Linked DNA regions of Muntiacus reevesi: region 2 is linked to region 1. A link is a contact called in public Hi-C data. All regions are on one chromosome and are shown on one strand. The core of a region is the stretch at or near the end of the contact, and the rest is flanking DNA. Distances in the headings are between cores, read along the strand shown.

What was found. A called contact is a pair of places that touch in the nucleus more often than the background predicts.
Region 2: a Hi-C map of blood shows a contact between it and region 1, with 2.5 times the contacts expected there. The contact joins the promoter of HOXC5 here to the promoter of SMUG1 in region 1. A contact is called at or near these places in 2 of 3 Hi-C or Micro-C datasets (blood and muscle).

The regions. Positions count from the first base shown.
Region 1 is chr4:142,231,007-142,233,706 of mMunRee1.1, forward strand. It overlaps SMUG1 (single-strand-selective monofunctional uracil-DNA glycosylase 1), which reads left to right and starts at 1,360. Exons shown (of 3, transcript XM_065934255.1): 1 at 1,360-1,398.
Region 2 is chr4:142,372,572-142,375,280 of mMunRee1.1, forward strand. HOXC5 (homeobox C5) reads right to left here and starts at 1,370. Exons shown (of 2, transcript XM_065934271.1): 1 at 917-1,370; 2 at 1-217. The coding sequence starts at 1,370. The coding sequence ends at 3. All of the region lies in intron 1 of HOXC4 (homeobox C4), which reads right to left.

The DNA.
Region 1 (2,700 bases), core at 110-2,609:
CTGCTCACAGCTCTCTGAAGCTCCTGCTGCACCCTTTAGGTTTTTGTCTGTTGGTAGGAGAGCAGGGGATTGGAGAAGGAAATGGCAACCCACTCCAGTGTTCTTGCCTGGAGAATCCCAGGGACGGGGGAGCCTGGTGGGCTGCCGTGTATGGGGTCGCACAGAGTCAGACACGACTGAAGTGACTTAGCAGCAGCAGGAGAGCAGGGGAGGCTAGAGAAGCGGGTAGCATCCTTGTTCTCTCACCTCTTCCTCTTCTGGGATTCATTGGTCTCCACCTGCAGGGAGACTGCTTTCCTCTGATCTCAGTCATGGCTGTGCTGGGGCATTCAGGGGGTGGGGATGGGAAGAATCTACAAGATAACTGACCTTATGGGGTTTCCAGTCTAATGACAATATTATAGTCAGGACACAGAAACAGATCCAGCCACAGGACAAGAACAAAGCTAGGAGTGGGACAACTTTGGATATTAGTATTGGGTTGGGAAGGTGGGAGTGAATGAACTGTTAGATGCAGCCATAGAATTGGTCAAGGAAGGTGTCCTGGACAGAGTATTCCCAGAGGTAGGACTGGGAAGGGTGGAAGGTAATAGGGCTGGGTAGACAGCAGGGCCGAGGAGGGGGAGAAGTGAAATGGTAAAGCTGTGGAGACAGGGGCTTGGACAGTAATGAGGGATATAAGAGTCTCAAAGTTATTACTAAGGAGTTTTTTTGTTTGTTTGTTTTTGTTTTTTATTTTTTTTTCAGTGGGTTTTGTCATACATTGATATGAATCAGCCATAGAGTTACACGTTTTCCCCATCCCGATCCCCCCTCCCACCTCCCTCTCCACCCGATTCCGAGTTTAATTAGAGATGCCAGAGTGCTTTCGTGGGTGTTCTTTGTTTTTTTGTGTGTGTGTGTGTGGGGGGGTGTTCTATATACAGTCCTTGGAGGGCTGCATAGGAGAGGTCTCTCTCTCTCTTTTTTTTTTTTTAGGAGAGGTCTCATATCTGGAGCAGCAGGAGGGCTAGAAATAGCTGTTGTTAATACCCTCAGGTGAGTTAAGAGACTGCAGATAGTTGATCCTTGATTCACAATCCCTTTGGGGAAAGTGTATGAACTTTTGGAAAGGTGATGTAGAGCCCAGAATCGTCAAGGTCCTTACTGAGCTTAGCTTCTCACTTCTCAAGTCGTCTGGATTTAGCCCTGGTGTAAAGAATAAACTACAACCCCCAGAGTTACTTACTGCGAACTTAGCACACTTTCCGGGAATTTGAGTATTTCCGGCGGAAGTGGCGGCAGCTATGCCAATCTCTTTCCCTAAACAAAGTGGACTACAACTCCCATGGTCCTCTGCGCCCGGCGGGGGTTGGGGGTGGGAAAAGGAACCGGAAACCGGATGGGGCGCTGGACCAGGTGAGGAAGTAGGAGTCTGGGAACCTGGGGCGTTGGGGGGCGGGCTAGGGCTCCCCGGGCTAGCCGGAGGTGACAGGTGGAGAGTGGAAATGTCTGTGTTTCGGGGCCCCTCTCTCCGTCAGGGGCTCGCCCGGCGCAGAGAGAACCGAGCCCATGGAACCGCCCCGGAGACCTGCTGAGACGAGGCTTTCCCGTCGGGCGGAGCCCGCGGGCGGACGTGGAGATTTCTTGTGGATCCTTACTTGTGTAAGGATCCCCTCGAACTAGGAGGATCCTAGTTCTGGGTCCATGCTCTATCAGTATTATTGTTATCATTATTGGTTTTAAGGATTTGCTGATTGTCCTTGTGGATTCCTGAAGTGCCCCCAAGGCACACGGGAATGGACAGTGTCTTGGATTCCTTCTGCCTTTACTGTGTTTTAGTGCCAGAGAGCCTAGGTGGCCAGACTGACCGGTGGATCACCCTCCACTTGTGCTTAATGTGACTCTGTAATTTATCAGTGATTTCAGAAACAGACATTTCTTGATCTCTACCCGTGGGTGACTTTACATAGAACTTCCTGGTTTCTCCTTTGGGCTTCTATGGTGTTTTGTTCAGGACATTAAAACTGGAATCACAGTATGTCACAGTGTATTACAGTTGTTTATCTGCCATGTCACAGTCGTTTATGAGTCGCTTTTTCATTTTGGATTTCTCTCCCACCAAAAGACTACCACAAAGCCTATCATGTAAGAGACTCATTAATATTAGGGGGAAAAAATGAGTTAACAGCTGGTGGTAGGTTGGATGGGAATTTTGATTTTCATCTCATAGAGAAGACAGTTAAATGACTTGCTTAAGAGAATCTTAGAGATGAAACCGGGACTAGAATTAGAGTCAGTTGACACACAGCCTGTAGCTCTTGCCTTCTGATCAGGCTTTGAAATTCTAGAACACTGAAAATAAGGTCTTGTCACTCTTCTGTGTGTCCCTGGCCTTGCTGTCTTCAGGATGGGTCCCTAAAGATCAAAGGTAGGCTCAACGTTAAGACCCAAGAGAGATGCCAGACTTGGAGCAGACAGTCTGCTAGCGTTGGCACTGTGTGGGCCCTGGAGACAGCTGAGCTCTCCACAGCTCCCTTCTCAGCCTCTGTTTGAGTCCAGCTGGCCCTGGGTAGCCACCTGGACAGAGCAGTCTAGGGAAGGATTTCCTAAGTTTAGCCCTGACTTTTTAAATTTTTATATTATGTTGGAGCATAGTTAAGATTTTTTTTCTCTTTCTTTCCCACTTTGCCAAGGCTAGGGTCAGAGAACAGGTTGATG
Region 2 (2,709 bases), core at 120-2,619, 140 kb after region 1:
CTCTAGAGAGCCTCTTTGCTTTTCATTTTGGAATCTTTCTTCCACTTCATCCTGCGGTTCTGGAACCAGATCTTGATCTGTCTCTCGTTGAGACACAAGTTGTTGGCGATCTCTATGCGCCTGCGGCGAGTGAGGTAGCGGTTAAAGTGGAATTCTTTTTCTAGTTCCAGAGTCTGGTAGCGCGTGTAACTGGTTCGGGACCGCTTGCCGTCCGTCTCTGGAATATAAACCCCCCCAAGCCAGGAAGGGGTGAATAGCGTGCAGCACCCCAGCGTCCCCATCCCAGCCCCAGGCCCCCACCCGCGGCCAGAGGGAGAAGACGCGAGCGGGGCCGGACAGGCCCGGCGGGCCGCAGGCGGGCCCGGCCCAGCCCAGCCTGGCCCCGGGAGAGGAGCCTCCGCCCAGGCAGGAAACTTTCCGCCGCAGCCTTCACTCAGCAGCCGGAGGGGCTGGGGGTTGGGGGGAGAGGGAGACCCAGGCTCGGACCGAACAATAAGCACCCTCGAGATCCGAGCACCGGGGACCCCCCTCCCGCCCCTCCCGAGTCGCTGGAATCCTCCGGAGCCTCAAGCGGCGGCCGAGCCGACTCCGCAGGGGAGGGAGGAGGGACCGCGGGGGGATCCCCGCTCTGGAGCCCCGCGCTCCTCACCCTTCAGATCCCTCTATTTTTTTAACTCCCTCCCTCTCCCCCAAAAATTGAATATTGCCTTTTATACACGTTTTGTTCCTATGATCCAATTATGTCGTCGTAAATTTGGGCGCACACAGCCTCTAAGCCTTTTAGTGGACAGTTTTACGAGCCATTGATGCCTGGATCGTAAAATTTATGGCCGCAGGTTTTTTTTCTTTATTTGCCCCGCATGGCCTATAAAACCCAGGCGGACCCGAGCGCGCAAAATGAAGTCCTAAAGTTTACCGTGGCTCATGTGCAGTTTGGTCATCCACGGGTAAATCTGTGGCGCGGCCGGTGGCTGGCTCAGTCCGGCAGGCTGCCCTGTCTGCGCCTGCTCCTCTTTGATCTCCCCACTGCTCTTAGCTCGCTCCTCCAGCGCTGGGCGAGCCGCCTTCTGACTGTACATCCCGGGGTTCAGAGGAGCCGCTTCATCTCTGCCCAGAGCGTGTCCCGGAGCGGCTGCGGCGCTGCAGGCGGGGCGGTCGGGGTGAGCCCGGGGGTTGGCAGCCATGTCTACCCCGTGGAGAGAGTTGGAAGGCGCAGGCGGTGGGAAAGTGATGCTTAAGTCCAATCCGCCGTAGCAGTACCTGGATGCCTGCACCTCTGAGGCCGATCCATAGTTCCCACAAGTTTGCATGTTATAGGCAGGGATATTGGGGCTCTGCTTATAGAATGAATTGGCTACGTAGGAGCTCATGGCGGGGAGGGCCCAAAAAAAATTTCTGCACCCTTTTTGATTAAGGGTGATTTGTGACTCTTTGAAGTTGAGGGGTTTTTTGTTCTCCAAAGTGCACAATTTATAGGTGGAGATATCTCTTTCTTTATCCTATGCGCTCTTCCCAAATAAGGGAGCCTTAAATAGAGTCACGTGACTCGAGCGGCCACTCATAAATTTGGCTTGATGACCTCCGGGAGGTTAGTGATGGAAGCCGGCGAAACGCATCTTGATATGTTGGCAAAGCCCAACCAAGGGGGAGAGGGAGTGAGAGAGAGAGAAAAAGAGAAGGGGGAGAAAAAAAAAATGGTTCTTGGAATTGGGGGGTAGCCGGGACAACAAGCCCACAGCGACACCTGGTGCTTACTTGGAGGAATTGCATCCTGGCTCGCTGGCTGGCCTTCAGGCCTCTCTGGATTTTCTACCCTGTAGAGAAGCTGGGTGTTGCTGCAATAAACTCCAGAAATGGCCTTTTAAATTGTATTTAATTTTAACGGGAGATAAGGCTTCACCAGGGTGCGCAGAGCGTTTTTTGGTAACGGATAGTCCCATCCTCCACAACCCCAGGGAGTTTCAATGTTCAAAAATGGCTGAGAAGGGGATTGAGGTAGGAGAGCCCCAACCCAGGTTGGAGGTGCCTTATCTCAGGTTCTCTAAATCAAGGGTCCAGGTGCCTTTCCTTTGAGGCCCCAGAGCCCTGATACCACTGAGGAGGTGCCTATCAGACTGAGAAAGTGAACCCAGCCTCTGGAGAGGTAGACAGGATGCCCATGAAGAGTGGTCCTGGGTGGACAGAGCTAGATAGAGGGCTCTTGGGATTAAGATTGCTGGGGACTTTGGGGTGAGCCTGGAGGTAAGGAACCAGGGGAAGATAGGCAGTCCTCCTCATCATGCCAGGGACTCCAGAGTGACATCAAGGCAATTTTCAATTGTGTGTGGGGGTGGGTGAGTGGCTAGCTGCATAGGTAAAGAATCAGACACAATGAACTGGAGGACTGCTCTGCATCCCTGTGTATGACCCTCGTGTGGTACCCATGCCAAGTATTTTGGGTGGAAAATATATGTTCATTGAGGGCATGGAGAAGCAAAATCCAAGCTTCCACAAATATTATATGAGCAGGGCAAAGGAAGAGGCCTGTTTTGTGCCCTTTGGAGAAAAGGCGTCTGAACTAGGCTTTCCAAGGACCTGGGTTCAGGAGGTCCAAGGGAGAGCAATTTCTGAGCTATCTGGAGGTCTCCCAAAGGACCTGGCTGGGGCAGGGGGATGGGGGTGGGCAGGGCAGGCGCCTGGGCTACCTTCACAGCCTGACACCAGGGCCTC